3 separate regions of the Mus musculus genome follow, and regions 2 and 3 are each linked to region 1. Evidence: chromatin contacts called from public HiChIP or PLAC-seq data. All regions are on one chromosome and are shown on one strand. Each heading gives the region's core, a stretch centred on a gene start, on an enhancer-like site or on the middle of the called end of the contact. The rest is flanking DNA. Distances are from core to core; before and after follow the strand shown.

Region 1 (4,784 bases), core at 1,889-4,388:
GAACAAGGAGAATTAGTACTGTGTGTATGTGCTTATAGATGATATCGATATGCATACACACATGTATATTTGTACCATAAATGTGAAAGCTGTTTTGCTCACTTGGGCCTGATATTCGTATGAATGGTTTATAGCAATATGATTGGGAAGGTTGCAGAATACTGAGCGTTTCAGCCTTTTCCATCCATTACAAATGTTTCATCTGTGGGGTGGATGACTAAATTATTATTCAGCAAAGGAAAAGGACCTGCCCAGAGCCTCATACCTAGAATTCCAATATAGTTCTTCCAACTTTCCCCAGCATACCACAAGAGTGCCCCAGTCATCATCCCAACAAAGCAAGTCTCCTATATCTCATTATAAGACGTATGTGCTGAACCCAGTCCTCTTCCTGGGCTCTTTGAATTCTTAGTTCTCAAGGCCTCTCTACCTCCTGAGACTCATTCTTCATTCCTGACATAGGAATTATGCTATAAATAGAGTCTGTCCTGGCTTTCTGGTCACTGGCTGGTGGAACAAGGGATTTTCTGATACAAGTTCTTCACCAGACTGTTTTAAAAAAAGATAATGTGTTTATACTTGATGCTCTAGAGGTAACAACAGCTATACTTATGACCCAGCATACCACAAAAAAAGTGTGTTGGCTAGGTCTTCTAATTTTTAAGTGAGGGTTAGAGGGTGGGCAGAACAGGGAGCGTGAAGTCTGCCCTTTGGCACCATCTACCAGCATTGTTTTTTTTAAAGATATTATTTATGATTATACATAAGTACACTGTAGCTGTCTTCAAATGCGCCAGAAGAGGGCATCAGGTCTCATTATGGGTGGTTGTGAGCCACCATGTGGTTGCTGGGATTTGAACTCAGGACCTTTGGGAGAGCAGTCAGTGCTCTTACCCGCTGAGCCATTTCTCCAGCCCTACCGGCATTGGTTTTAACCCAACGATCCCGTGGAGGAGAGTTGTGGTGTATTTATTTAATGTATTGGATATCTACTGATACTTTATTTGATTTATACTTCTAATCTATGGGCTAGTAAAGAGAGCATATAGCAAATCTCATTATCTCACTTTAAAGAAACAAGAGTCTTTCATCTCTGTATCACTTTTCCCATTCCAACAATCACCACTTTCCTTCTTCAGTTTTCTCATGTAAAAACATGGATTTTGTTTTTGTATAGACATCAAGGGGCAGGGCAAACCACAGCACACTTGAGCAAACAGAAGGTCTAGCTGACTTGGGATGTAAGGAAACACATTAAGTTTTGAGTCTGCTACTGTGATTTCACAGTGAGCATCAAATCCTCGCTGAGACTCAGGACATTTTCAAAGGGGGTGCTTCTGGTTTGTCTTGGTGCTTGGGAAAAAAGCTGCTTCTAAGTTGGGCAAGAAACAACTGGTTATCCACATTTGGCTAACCAGACATGCCAGATCAAAAGCAGGACATGAATCCAGATCTCAAGACCCTAGAACAAGTTGAAATAGCAAGCTCCCCACCCCCACACACTATTATGATCTATTCTCCTTACAGAATGCAGCCAAGCTGCTCGGAGGAGTGCTAACTGCAATGTTTGATGTATAAAAGAGAAAAATCCCAACTTTTTCTAGGTTTCTGTCAGATCTGTTTGAAATTCAGCGGCCTAGCAAACTGTGGTTTATTGTTGATGTTTTCATCTGAAATGGAACTTCAAACAACAGGACATAAAGCCCAGAGAAAGATTGAAGAGAGAAAAAACTGTGGCCACTTGGCTTCCCAATTCTCCACCTGTGCTAAGGAAAAGGACTTGGTATTCCCTGTAAGCTCTCTGTGTCACAGGTGCTACTCAGGAGTGAGCCATTGCTGAGCTGTTGGAATCTTACAGTATGGCAGCTTGAATATGTAATGTCTTCTACAGTTTCCTTGTCAACTAGTAGTCGTAGGACCTTTGGGGCCGGAGGCCTATGTGCAGAGGTAGACCCATGGGCATCCTATTTTCCTTTCTGTTGCTGTGATAAAACACTCAGATAAACACTGCATGGAAGAAAGGTTTACTTGGCTTACCCATCATTGAGTGGGGTAGGGTTAAGGCAGAAACTCAAACAGCCAGTAACGTCACACCCACAGTCAAGACCAGAGACAAACCAACACTTCTATGCTTGCTTTCTGTCACACACCTTTCCTCTGACTTCTCTACCTTGAGTGAAACTCAGTGCATAGGAAAATGGTAAGAAGACCCACAATGGGGTGAGTCTCCCTATACCAAGTTAACAGTCAAGAGAATCCCCTCCCCCCATAGAAATGCCCACAGGCCAACCTGATCTAGATAATCCCCCCACGATTCTAGGTTGTGGCAAGTGGACATGTTAAAAATATTACACTGTGGCTTTAGAGGCTGGGTTCTGTGTTTCTTGATCGGCTAAGATGTTAATGTTGCAGCTATGATGAGAAGAGCTGATCCGGGTGCCATAATGGACCATGAACCAAAAAGAACATCTCTCTTAAATTATCGCTATCAGGTATCTGTCACATCAACAAGAAAAATGTGACCACATCATCCACAGAGGTAGTGTGATGATGATACCAAGAGCTTGATCTTCAAGTAAAATCTTGTTCCTGTTCCTCAGAGTCCCAGGACTTTTAAATAATCACACTGCCTCAGTTCCTTCATCTGGGATGAAATCTATAAGGCTTATGTGAAGAAATGCAAACATAGCTCTGTCACAAGAGCTACAGAAGAAACAGTGGTCTCTCAGAGCCAGGGATTCATGCTTGTACATTAATATAAAGTAGTGAGGCCTTCAGGAAGAGACTGTTCTTTGTTAACTGCCATATAACTCCTGAGGTGGTTGAAGACTAGAGGGCTTGGGCACTAAATTTGGTCATAGAGTATTATGCTGAACTCTTGGAATTCCTGCGCTGTATATGGAGACTTCCCCTGAGAGAACTCTTAAGTCCCAACTCTATGGGTCTCCTCTCTACTTCTAACACTTATCCTTGAAGAGGACAGGCCCACACCTTGACATCACTGACTAATTCTTTCAGGTGTCAGCTGAAAGGTCACTTCCTAGGGAAGCCTTTTGTAGTGACTAAGCTGAGTAAATCCCCTCATTGCCCTGCCCCCCACATCTCTGGTAGTGCTTTTACTACATCTGTGGTACACCACCGCTTGCTCTGACCCTGCAGTCCTTTACAAAGAGCAAAGCTCCATTGGGCCAGTGAGTCACATCTGTTTAATAGGTCTTTTTCCTTATTTGACAAACTCAACTTCAACTATTTGGTCTGAAAATAGTTGAGGTTTGACTGACAGGCACTGTGAATCATATTTACTTTAGTCCCTGATGTTGCCACTCACCAAAACACCATCTTACCATTTTAATGGCCAACTTTTATTCATTCCTTTAAGATGCAAGTCCAAGTACCTTCTACAGACAGGGAGAAGTTAATGAACTCTACTACACAGGTATTTGTTCTCAGTCCCCACTGTATTCACTGCTATGATAGCAGCCAACATGCTGAATGATGTTAGTCTCTCTCTTTCTCTCTCTCTCTCTCTCTCTCTCTCTTTTTACTTGCTCTCTCTCTTCCAGGATTATTTACCTCTTTCTTGTTTACTTCAATAAATGTGGGATGAAGGAGTAGAATGAACACCATCTTTTGTAAGCATGGTGGGAAATCAATCCCATATTAATGTCTACTTTTCTTCTCCCATGGGTGTGGCCAAATACTTGACACAAAGGACATAAAGGGATAATAGTTTATTTTGGTTTATAGTCTCAGGGAATATAGCATATCATGGGGGAAAGTAGGCATGATGGCAGTAGCATGAGTTGATTGGTCACATTGTGTCCATAGTTGGGCAACAACAGTTTGTTGTCATGTGGCTTCATCCTTTTTCCTAATCATATTAACACTTCAACCCATGAGATGATGCTGTTAACATTCAGAGTAGATCTTTCCTCTCCCTCCCAGAAACCTCTTTGGAATCTCCTTCAAAAGACATACCCAGAGGTGTGTCTTCTAGGTGTTTTCAAATGTAGTTAAGTTGACAGTGAAGATTAGCTATCACAGTAGTCTAACATGGAAAGGTTGTAAGGCCATTTGTGACACAAATTACTCACCCTACCCTATTTTAGCCCAGACTTGTCTCAGTACACACAATAGAGATCAGTCTGGTGTAGAGTTTTCACAGTTGTAACACTGGGACCTTCCGCTCACGTATGCTTAAAGCCAATTTTTATTACTAGGGGTTTTCAGGTCCTTCTCGCATATCTCAGATCCTGGGTGTTATGATATTTGATTCATTTCAAGAAGGGGGAAATTTTGGTCATGGGGTATTAGGCTGAACTTTGTGAATCTCTGCCCTGTGTATGGAGCCTTTCCCTGAGGGAGGTCTTAAGTCTTAACTGTATGGATTTCCTTGCTACTTCAAACATTCACCTTTAGTGTCTCCTCATGATTCAGTCATGATAACAGTTTGTTTCATCCTCTTTTCTGCTTTTACTGTTTGTTATGTTCAACAGTCACCAAAGAGATAGGCTTAAGCATTACGTGTTTTCTGTTTGACCTTCCAGACCAATTCCCTATCTTCTCCTCCCTAGATCTTGATTTTTCTTTGAAGATCTCCTCCAACCTCCCTACATGGCCAAATAGTTTTCAGAAACTCATTATCTTGGTTCCAGAGGTGAGTGGATAACCTGTATTTAAGGCAACGGATAAGCTCCCAACCCCAAATGGATATGAAAACAACAAAACACAATCTAGGGAGCCCATGAGGAAATGTTGAATCTACCACATTTATGTGGACAGAA
Region 2 (4,668 bases), core at 161-2,660, 590 kb after region 1:
TCGCAAAGCCCATCCCCCACAGTGACACCCTTCCTTCACCAAGGCCATACTTCCTAATAGTGCTACTCCTTGGGCCAAGCATATTAAACTACCACATTGCCCTAACAATTATGTGTGTGGTATGGAACTAGGTATAACCTTGAGTAGGACTTACCCCAGTGCTTGTAAGGTTAACCCGATGTATAGGAGGGCTGGAGTCATGGGAAAGAGTAGAGCAGCAAGTAAGGACTGAATTGTCCAGATTTGGTAGATGAAAAGAAAGCCCAGCAGCAAGAAAAAAAATCTGGCTACTTGACAATATGGAATAAAATAAATGTCTAAATGTTCCAACATCCTCTTGATTTGACTATATACTGGCTTAGGCAGGGAGTTCTTTGAGTTGACTTTGGTACCAGTCAGTATGCTGGGAATTTTCATGACAAGGCACATTGTAGATTCCTTGAGTAGTACTTAGTGTAGTTTTTTTTTTTTTTCTTGTGTATAGCTGTTAACTTCTTACTCCATGTTTGAAGCATAGCCTCTTGCCTTTGCCAAGAGGCTGGGTTGCATATCCACAGAAATGTTTTCTCCCTAGCCAGATTGCAAAGGGGACGAAAGGAAAATTATGGTCATTTTTGGAAGGATCAATAATTGTCATGTTTTCTTTCCTGTATAAATACTACTTTTATACCACCCTCCCCCAAGCCCTTACACAGATGTTTTCATGAACATTGTTGGCTCCACTTTTGTTTTGAAAAATTTGAAACATTTTTGAAAGGGGAGAAGAGTTGGGAAAAAAACTCCTAATTGATTCTAATATATATTTAATTTGGCAGAACTTGAGAGAGATTTGCTGGGATAAGGCGGGACATTTCTTTGATCTCCCAGACTTCTTATCATGGAAGGCAACAGGTGTCACAGCACGGTATGTTAATTACAAGTTAGATTTTATTTGTGTTCTTCCAGTCCTGGGTGTCTCTCTATATATTGCTTTCTTAACTCTCTTTGACTGGACATAATGTTTTTCCATCTGCATGTGATTTTGCATACTTGAAACATCTTGAATCTATCTTCTGCCTCCACTGCATATGCCTAAGTCCCATTGTTTCCAATCTTGCTGGGAATGTGAGTATACAAGGTGAAGACCAGTCATTAAAATCGGACACATTTGAAGGGAGATATTAAAATTCAGAACCTACTCCAACTCTTTCTGAAGGTTTCTTCTATGTGGTGAATTAAAGAAAGAAAAAGATATGCTTCAGAAGTTAGGGTAGGATATGTTTTGCAAGGAAATGGGTGTTAGCTGAGTGCATGTGTTGTGAACTTAAGCCACGTTTTATGAAAATCTCCTAGAATTATCCCAGACCTGTGTTAAGACAGTGCTTACATTTGAGAACTTACACATGTTAAAAATAAACTGTGTTCCACGTGAGAGTACTTTTACAAATGCTCACTGAGTTGAGGTTGTGGTTGCTGTATGTGGGAATGAAGAGAGCGAGGTGTGAAACCTCAGTACGGCAAAGTGATGGTCATTTTGACCTCATCTTCAAAGAGATTTAGAGAAAGGATTGGTGTTCTGATTTGAGGAGGAGTCAGGATCTGGAGCTGGCAACCGCTGAGGACAAGAAGCAGTTGGAGAGGACAGATAAGGCCCGTGAAATGGGACAGATGCTCCTGAATGGGTTAGGGCTCCTTTTCCGCCTGTCACCCTTGGTGCGGTTGTAGCCTTTTCTTGGGGTAAGTTGATGAGAGTCAGAGTTTGGTCTAGGGGCTCCCAGAGAGAGACTAATAAAGGATGTAATCCACAAGTGTGTCCATTTTCATGTCAGCCTGCCCCTGCCATCCCAGTGAAAGATTCATTCCCCAGCGGCCCCTCAGTGGGGAAGGGATCCACTTCCAGGTGATGATGTCCTTGCCCATCCTTAGTTCTCCACCCTGCTTAAGAGAGAAGACTGGAGAAAGACGGAGGTCTGTGCTTTGCCCTGGATAGTACAACTCCTCACAGTCAAGGCCACTGTGGAGGGCGGTGTGTGGATGGAGTTCTTATCCTCAGCATTGCTCTCTTGGCTTGGCATTCTCTAAAGTAATTTCTGAGAGGGCCATTCTGTAGTCTATTTTTCTGCTTTTCTGAAGTAATGAACAAAATGTTATATTATTTTAGCCAAATGTGTCTATTTAGTCAAGGTACTGCTAACAAGTTGTGATTTTGCTGGGCTGAAAAATGAAACCAAGAAGGAGGAGCATCCGGGGCCACTGCTTGCTAAGCCACAGCCACTTCCTCCTCCTTGTCTCATTTCTCCATCCCTCTGTCCTCTCTCTCTCCCTCCCTCCTTCCAATTTTTTCTCTCTCTCCATCTTTCCCCTTCTCACATTCCTGCCGTTTCTCTATCACTCACTTCAGCTCCGTGTTGAGTTGGTCCTTGGCTCTTCTCAGTGACTCTGGATGGTGAACATACTCATTTCCTGTTATTTCCCGCTGCATTTTAGTCAGGGCTTTCAGAGGCTAGCCCTGACTAAAATAAACTTGATGAAATGCCAAGCATACACACACTGTGGATGTCACACTGAAATGTATGCTTCGTAATAGTTATGTGACCTTGGGCATGTCTCTTCTCTTCTTTTGAGCCTTACTATCTATATTTGTTAGTGGGGATCATAACTTCCTGCAAGCTTGTGAGAGTCCTATTGAAACTATTTTCTCAAGTCGCTCTTTTATAACAAGCACCTGAATCATTCATTGTATTATTTGTGTGGTAAGTGTGTGTGCTTTTGTGTAAATGTCTAAATTTCAAGTTGAGTGTTCTCGTTGATGGGTCTCCATTTTTATTTGTTGAGACAGAGCCTCTTGGTGGCCCCAGTTCCTGTCCAGTTCTTGCTTGTGTTTTTAGTTTTAAAATAATTGGCTGCCTAGTTCCCTCTTTCTGGCAGAGTCTTTACAGTAAGTTCCTGATACATTGCACAGAAGTCCCGATGGTCTTACCACAGTTGGCTACAGTAAATCCATTGTTTCTCCAGGTGAGTGTGCTTACTCATCAGTGAGTCCTTACAGCGAGAGTTGGATACTGTGGATAAGTGTGTGCCATCTAGTATTAAATAATAAAGCATTTGCAAACAAAAAGTCCCTCCTGTCTGTTTCATCTAGAACAAGGGTGATGAGGCCTGAAATAGAGTGTGTCAATGCCAAAAGAACCCTGGGCAACAGATCAGGAACTTGGCACCCAAAAAGTCAAGGTGAGGTTCTGATTTGGTGTTCATTTGGCTCTTTCATGTGCTTGCTTTGGGTGGCTTCGATGAAGTCAGTGCCAAAAAGCTAGAGGGTGTTTTTCTTTTTTGTTATTGGCTAAGAAGGGATCGGATTTCACCTGGTCTAAAGGTTACAAGCTTGTTTTTTGGCGTTGACAGTATAAGAAGGCCCTTCTTTCTTCTTTTTCCTTCTCCCCTAAGAAAGGAATTCGATTTAGCTGCTTACTTTTTTATCTGAGTCACTGAGAAAAATCACTGCTAGGCTTCTGATTTGTGGTTCATGTCTACACTTTCTACTGTAGTAATGAAAAGAGTTTCTGCTACTTTAATAATAAAAATATTAACAATAATGACGACAACAGCAATAGCAATAATAATAAAAATGAAAAGTGGTTGTCCTTTATCAAGGACCTTCACTTTTTCTGTGGTAAGCATATTGACAATTTTTAATTCAATTGGTACTCAGCCACCATCTGTTAGCGTACTGGTGTTAGTACTGTTTTTGCAATTTAAGAATTGAAATTGAATGTGTTAGTAATTTGCCACATTCTGACTACTGAGTGGGTAACTGTTCAGATCATGAGAAATGGTTAGTCAGAGATGTGAATAATAAGATTGTTCATCATGAGACAAAAACATATTTGCATGCATCCATATATTTGTATGCATATGTTCTCTTAAGCGATTTGAAATGACTTTCAGTAAATGCAATCAAAACGGGTTGTATGTGAAGCCTTCAGTCACTGGATCAGTGCACAGCACAGAAGAAAACAAACAAAAAAGCCAAAAGAAACAACAAAACAGCGATTAAACCTAAAAAACAGAACAAAGTGGAAACAGTAATGCAATGACTACATTGATGCTAAAAACTTTGTAGATGCTATACATTTTTTAATAATTTTGACGAGATTCATTTGTGAGCTTCCTGATGGCCAGAAGGGAGCATGAGAAGCCTGGCTGAAGCAAGGAATGCATGAAGCTGTCTGGAGAACTGAAGCCTTGTCTAACTCAGTGGGTCTGAGAGAAGGTTCTTTACATTATTAAAGGTTCATGATATTCCATACATTATTTATAACTGTTTTATTAATTCAATTATAATTTCAAATAAGCATTTGAAAATAGTTTTAGGATTACAAGAACACTGAATATGTACAAAGAGTTCTCAGATGCCAAATGCCAATTTTTTTCTAGCTAATGTATTAATATGTGGTGTGTTTGTTACAATTAAGGAACCAAGGTTGACATATTATCATTAGCCATATTCTTTGTTCGAATTTCTTTGTACAGTGGTGGGTGACACTGTTTTTGGCAGATGCAAACAAATGACTACTCCTCCACAGAGAGAACCAATAACCAACCAAAATGCAGATACCACCAAAATCCAACTTGGTGAACCCATGCGTTTGTTGCAAGTTACTTACAGGAATGTGAGTGATGGGTTATGTA
Region 3 (4,571 bases), core at 165-2,664, 670 kb after region 1:
GGAGATAGCAGGTTCAGGAAAAATATTCCCTATTACTAGTAGTATTAGCTAGGGCCATCCTAATAGATTTTTGGGAGTTTCCATTGCCCTAGGTTTCTCCCCTGCCCCCAAATTGCCTCCCAACTCCAGTTGTCTCTTTTGGTGGGATATATTTATTCGGTGTACATGTATAGTCCTCCCTTTTTATTTAAAATACAGGAAATGGGAAAATGCAGATTCCCTATGGTTTGTGTGTAACTTAGTGGTTACTTAGTGGTTATGGTTTGTAAACTTAGTGGTTACGTAGATTAACTAGAGTGTTAGGTTGCTGAGGTTGACTAAACCAAGCAGATGTTCATGCATTGTATATCAATCGCTTCAAGGTGATTTCTTAATATTAATCTAATTTTCCTAACCAGTCTTGGTAGGTAATATTGTATCATTATACTAATGAAGAAACTACAGTGCAGGGCATTCTGGTGTTCAAGGTCATAGGTTTAAAAAGCCATAGATTCTGGAATCTCATAGGCCAGAGGTTCAGTTCAAGAGAGCTCAGATTGCATTTGAAGACATGTGTTTTCCTCGGAGCCTCACAGTTAAAACGCCACAGCAATGCAGGTAGGGAGTGGTATCATTAGAGGAGCAGGGACCTGGATATAGCAATCAGTGTGAAACAGTTGAACAGGCTGAGTTTGACTCACCTCCTGAAATCACCTTTCCCAAGACAAGCATGGTAGGCATTCAGCAAGATTTTAATTCCAGGCCGCCTGTCACTCAAGCACATTGGTGCTGATTGGAAGAGACCTCTCACCTTCACTTATGAATCCTCTTTCTGAGTACCACCGCAGAAGCTGAGGAGATGGCTCCTGACATTCCTGGAAAGAAGGAACAGAATATTTCCTTGAGAGGCTGAACTAGTAGTTTTAATCACATCAAGTACACAATTAGTTTACTTTTCCTTTCTCTGAAGGCTATTCGCCTAGGACTTGCATCTAGATCCTGTGCACACTAGATGCTATGTCATCATTGTCATTCATTTAGAGAGGGGTTCATCCAGCATTCTTGAGAGGCTTCTCCTGTGCCCCACTAGCTTTTGCATTGCATGTGACATGTCATCACTCTTATGCCTCACTTTCATGGTCACGCAGAAGGTAAGTGGTGACCTTGGTGTCTGAGGTGACCTACCCCTGTCTCCATGGTTCTTCTGTGGTTTCTTTCCCTCAACCCCATTCTGTGAGTTTTGACTTCTAGATACCCATGACCTTTTAAGTTTCTCAGCACAGATCAACCTTTCTGAGAATCCACAACAGGGGGCTGCTGTGATGAGTTTGTCGGGTCACTAGTTGACTAATGACTTTCTTTAAGGCCTTCTGGCAGGCGCTGCCTTGCCTTGAACTTTATTGATCCCAGAAGTTTGCCTGCCACTCAGGCAGCCTCTGCAGGTTCTGGGAGGTAATGAGTCATGGATCCACCTACTCTGTGACCCATCTCCTCTTGTGGTGAGCAGAATGAAGATCATCTCTTTGTGGTATCATAAAACTTAGAGAATGACATTAAAATTCTGTTAAATTTTCATACCATTTTACCTGTAGAAATATACAACGTATGGGAGGGGAGAGCAAACCAAATACCCCTATTGGTGTTCTTCCCTGCTGTTCCTATTTCAGAAGCTACTTAAGGGACAAGGTAATGATTTTATGAGGCTTATTAATACTTCATGTTCTTTGCCCCTCCTCCTGCCCTTTTCTGTCAAGGACTTTGTATCTTGGCTTTAAACTGAAGCAACTCAGCTGCCAGCACGTTGTTAAAAGCAAAATCTTTGCAGTGTCTTGCTTGTTCTGTGATGCACACCATGCACAAAGGTCTGAGGTTGACTCTTGCTACTGGGGGAAAACAGTGTTTATTTTCCAGACTTACTTTGGGGTAACTGTTGGGGAGCTAGACTAACATGAGTTTGCAACCTGATGCTGCCTTGTACTACCAAACCAGTACTTAACCTGTGTGGGGTTCAAAGGGCAAGCAGTATATCTGCTTGGTAACTTCAGTGACTTCATATAAAGCCTTTTAAAAATTGAACTAAAATATATTTGCATTATCCTTCCCCATTCACCATTCTGTTCCCCCATGTCCAACCTGAATTTATGGATTCTTTTTCTTCAGCCTTTGTATAGACATAGGAACAAATCATCATATAAATACAGCCTGCAGAGTTCTTTCAGTGTTACATATATATGTTCATATTATGAATATATACGTACATATATATTCATATTTCTAGTGGTGAGTACTTAGCATTGGATAACCACACAGGGGACTAATCCCTGGGAAAGACCAATTCTCCCTATCTCATCAGTTTTTAATCGCATTTACCTCTTCATCTAGGCATGGGACCTGGTGAGATTGCTCCCATCTGCATTGTGATGCCAACTGTTGTTTGAATTGTTCAAGTCCTGATTAAGAACATGCTGTTGTGATTTCATTAGTGTAGTTTTTTCTGTAATAGCTAGAAGGCACAATCTTATAGCAACCTTCATGGATTTATGGCTCTTAAAATACTTTCATGTTTTTTTCCTCAGGGTTTCCTGAGACACAGGTGCAGGAGGTTTTTTGTTTGTTTGTTTGTTTGTTGTTGTTGGTTTTTTTTTTTTCTGGTTTATCAGCTGGCGATAGGCACCCTAGTATCAGTTGTTCATTTTAACCATTTGGGCTTTTTTTATAATGGTCCCCTGCTGTTGCAAAAAAAACCAAGTGTTTTGATGGTTGTTAAGATCTATGCTTATCTGTCCATGTGCAGATAAGTATTTAGACTACAGTTAGGAATTAAACTTGTTTACCACAATGGATCTTGTAGGTCCTCGTCTAAGATCCATGGCCTCACAAGCCAGGTGCAGTTGACTAGTTTTCCCACCTGCTAAGCAGGCCTTGAGTACAGTTAGATGGCTATTAGTTACCACCAAGATATAAATGTCACTGTTGCACTTTTAGGGAAGTCTTGTCATGTGGGTCATTGGTGTGGTTTATGGGCATTATAGCTGGGTAAGACTATTTCTTTCCTTCCTTAGAAGCTTGCATATTACCTTCTAGTGCTGTGAAAGTTAGTTCTTCCCTGAGGCTCTCTTAATGTGTCATTGATGGGGTAGATCTTGTCTGGTATAAGAACACAACCAATCAATCTCTCTCTCTGTCTCTCTCTCTCTCTCTCTCTCTCTCTCTCTCTCTCTCTCTCTCTCTCTCTCCTCTCTTTAATAATGACTTTCATTTTTTTTCTGTTTCACATAGATATCACATTGAGCAACTTCCACAATGTCCCTTAACCCCTTTGCTACATTGAGTATGCAAAGCAAACTGGAGACTCATTTGTAGTGGGCTTGTGAGCACTAATAAATTCATCTCACTTCATTTTGTGTTCACCCTTGGATTCATTTACTCTTTAGTCTATTTTATTTTTTATTGTCTTTGCGTTCTTGTTATAGGCTGCTAGAGCATACTCAATGGCACATAGCAAATAGAAAACAATTCAGAATATGAGTGCTTAGTAAATACCTTACAAATAGTATTGGTCTATGCTGGGGAAGTAGGTAAGGATGGATGTCAGCAGTGGGACTGTCATCGGATGCTGTGGATATGTGTTACCATCTTTAGAGAGGGAATAGAAATGGATGTGAGAAAGCTTTGAGCAATTCCAGCTCATGAAAGACAAGGCTGAGGGTGCCTGCAGATATCTGTAAAAGCCATCAATATAGCCAGACCAGGAATGTTTACAGTGTGGAGGAAGGGTCTCTGTGGTTGTAAGCAGAGGGAGGTGAAGACTGAAAACTGTCTGCTTATACAGTGACATGTGTGTGTGTGTGTGTGTGTGTGTGTGTGTGTGTGTGTGTGTGTGTGTAGGGGTGTACCAATCTGTATATGCTCCATGATACTACAGACTAGGGCATTTATGAACACTAGTACTCTGTGTCTCCCAGTTTTGGAGACAATCTACTGGGGTCTGATATTGGTTGACTTTCTGTGTTCTCACAGGGAGAAAGACAGGATAAGAGAGTAAACTCATCACTCCAGACTGTTTACATATGAGCATTAATGCACTCATCCATATCCCTAAAGGCCCTTTCTCATCAGTTTTTTTTCTGGATATTAAGTTTGCAACACATCAATTTTAGTGGCCATATTCAGGTTATAGGAGAAACTTTAGTGAAAGCTACTTTATTTTAATAGCAGGGCAGAAGATAGGAATTAATAACTAGCATTTAATGAACAGTTACTAGATGCTATGCCAAGTACTTAGTATGCATTTTTACTTTACAACAACCCAGTGAGAAATATAGTGCATACCCCTTTCCCTTTTACAAAAGACAACCATGAAGCATGAAGAAGTTAACCAGCTGATGCCACACAGTTAGCTGGAGATTGAATCAAGGTTCAAGTCAAGATGGTCAGGTCAGGCACCATAGTGGAACAGGGATATTTAGACAGCACTTAAGGAACTTGGCTGTCAAGAAAGGAACTAGAGATGGGATGGCCACCAAAGGCTGATGACTATGCAAAATGGGTTGAGTTCTCCATCGCTTGTTTGACTGACTGATGGGAGAGAA

What was found. HiChIP or PLAC-seq counts read pairs in DNA pulled down with a chosen protein or histone mark.
Region 2: a BATF HiChIP or PLAC-seq map of CD8 T cells shows a contact between it and region 1, with 5 read pairs. The contact joins two enhancer-like sites. A contact is called at or near these places in 1 of 39 promoter capture datasets (frontonasal cranial neural crest), 5 of 484 Hi-C or Micro-C datasets (the C2C12 cell line, bone marrow-derived macrophages, nephron progenitors and 2 more), 5 of 115 datasets of contacts at active chromatin or transcription factors (CD8 T cells, bone marrow-derived macrophages, craniofacial prominence and 2 more) and 2 of 9 other capture datasets (adipose tissue and liver).
Region 3: a contact with region 1 is called in a BATF HiChIP or PLAC-seq map of CD8 T cells, with 9 read pairs. The contact joins two enhancer-like sites. A contact is called at or near these places in 1 of 39 promoter capture datasets (frontonasal cranial neural crest), 1 of 15 datasets of contacts at CTCF or cohesin (the NIH/3T3 cell line), 4 of 484 Hi-C or Micro-C datasets (bone marrow-derived macrophages, nephron progenitors, olfactory sensory neurons and 1 more) and 8 of 115 datasets of contacts at active chromatin or transcription factors (CD8 T cells, bone marrow-derived macrophages, craniofacial prominence and 5 more).

What each region holds. Positions count from the first base shown.
Region 1 is chr4:95,032,498-95,037,281 of GRCm38.p6, forward strand. No RefSeq gene overlaps it. Among named protein-coding and RNA genes, the nearest start is that of Jun, 17 kb to the right of the region's middle. Within about 2 kb of position 3,139, at least 12 of the 459 cell types and tissues checked have an H3K27ac peak or open chromatin away from gene starts, as enhancers often do. A contact at or near this core is called in CD8 T cells, where this site is marked.
Region 2 is chr4:95,622,666-95,627,333 of GRCm38.p6, forward strand. It overlaps Fggy (FGGY carbohydrate kinase domain containing), which reads left to right. Exons shown (of 16, transcript NM_001113412.1): 5 at 816-904. Among named protein-coding and RNA genes, the nearest start is that of Fggy, 67 kb to the left of the region's middle. Within about 2 kb of position 1,411, at least 28 of the 459 cell types and tissues checked have an H3K27ac peak or open chromatin away from gene starts, as enhancers often do. A contact at or near this core is called in CD8 T cells, where this site is marked.
Region 3 is chr4:95,706,962-95,711,532 of GRCm38.p6, forward strand. All of the region lies in intron 6 of Fggy (FGGY carbohydrate kinase domain containing), which reads left to right. Among named protein-coding and RNA genes, the nearest start is that of Fggy, 150 kb to the left of the region's middle. Within about 2 kb of position 1,415, at least 13 of the 459 cell types and tissues checked have an H3K27ac peak or open chromatin away from gene starts, as enhancers often do. A contact at or near this core is called in CD8 T cells, where this site is marked.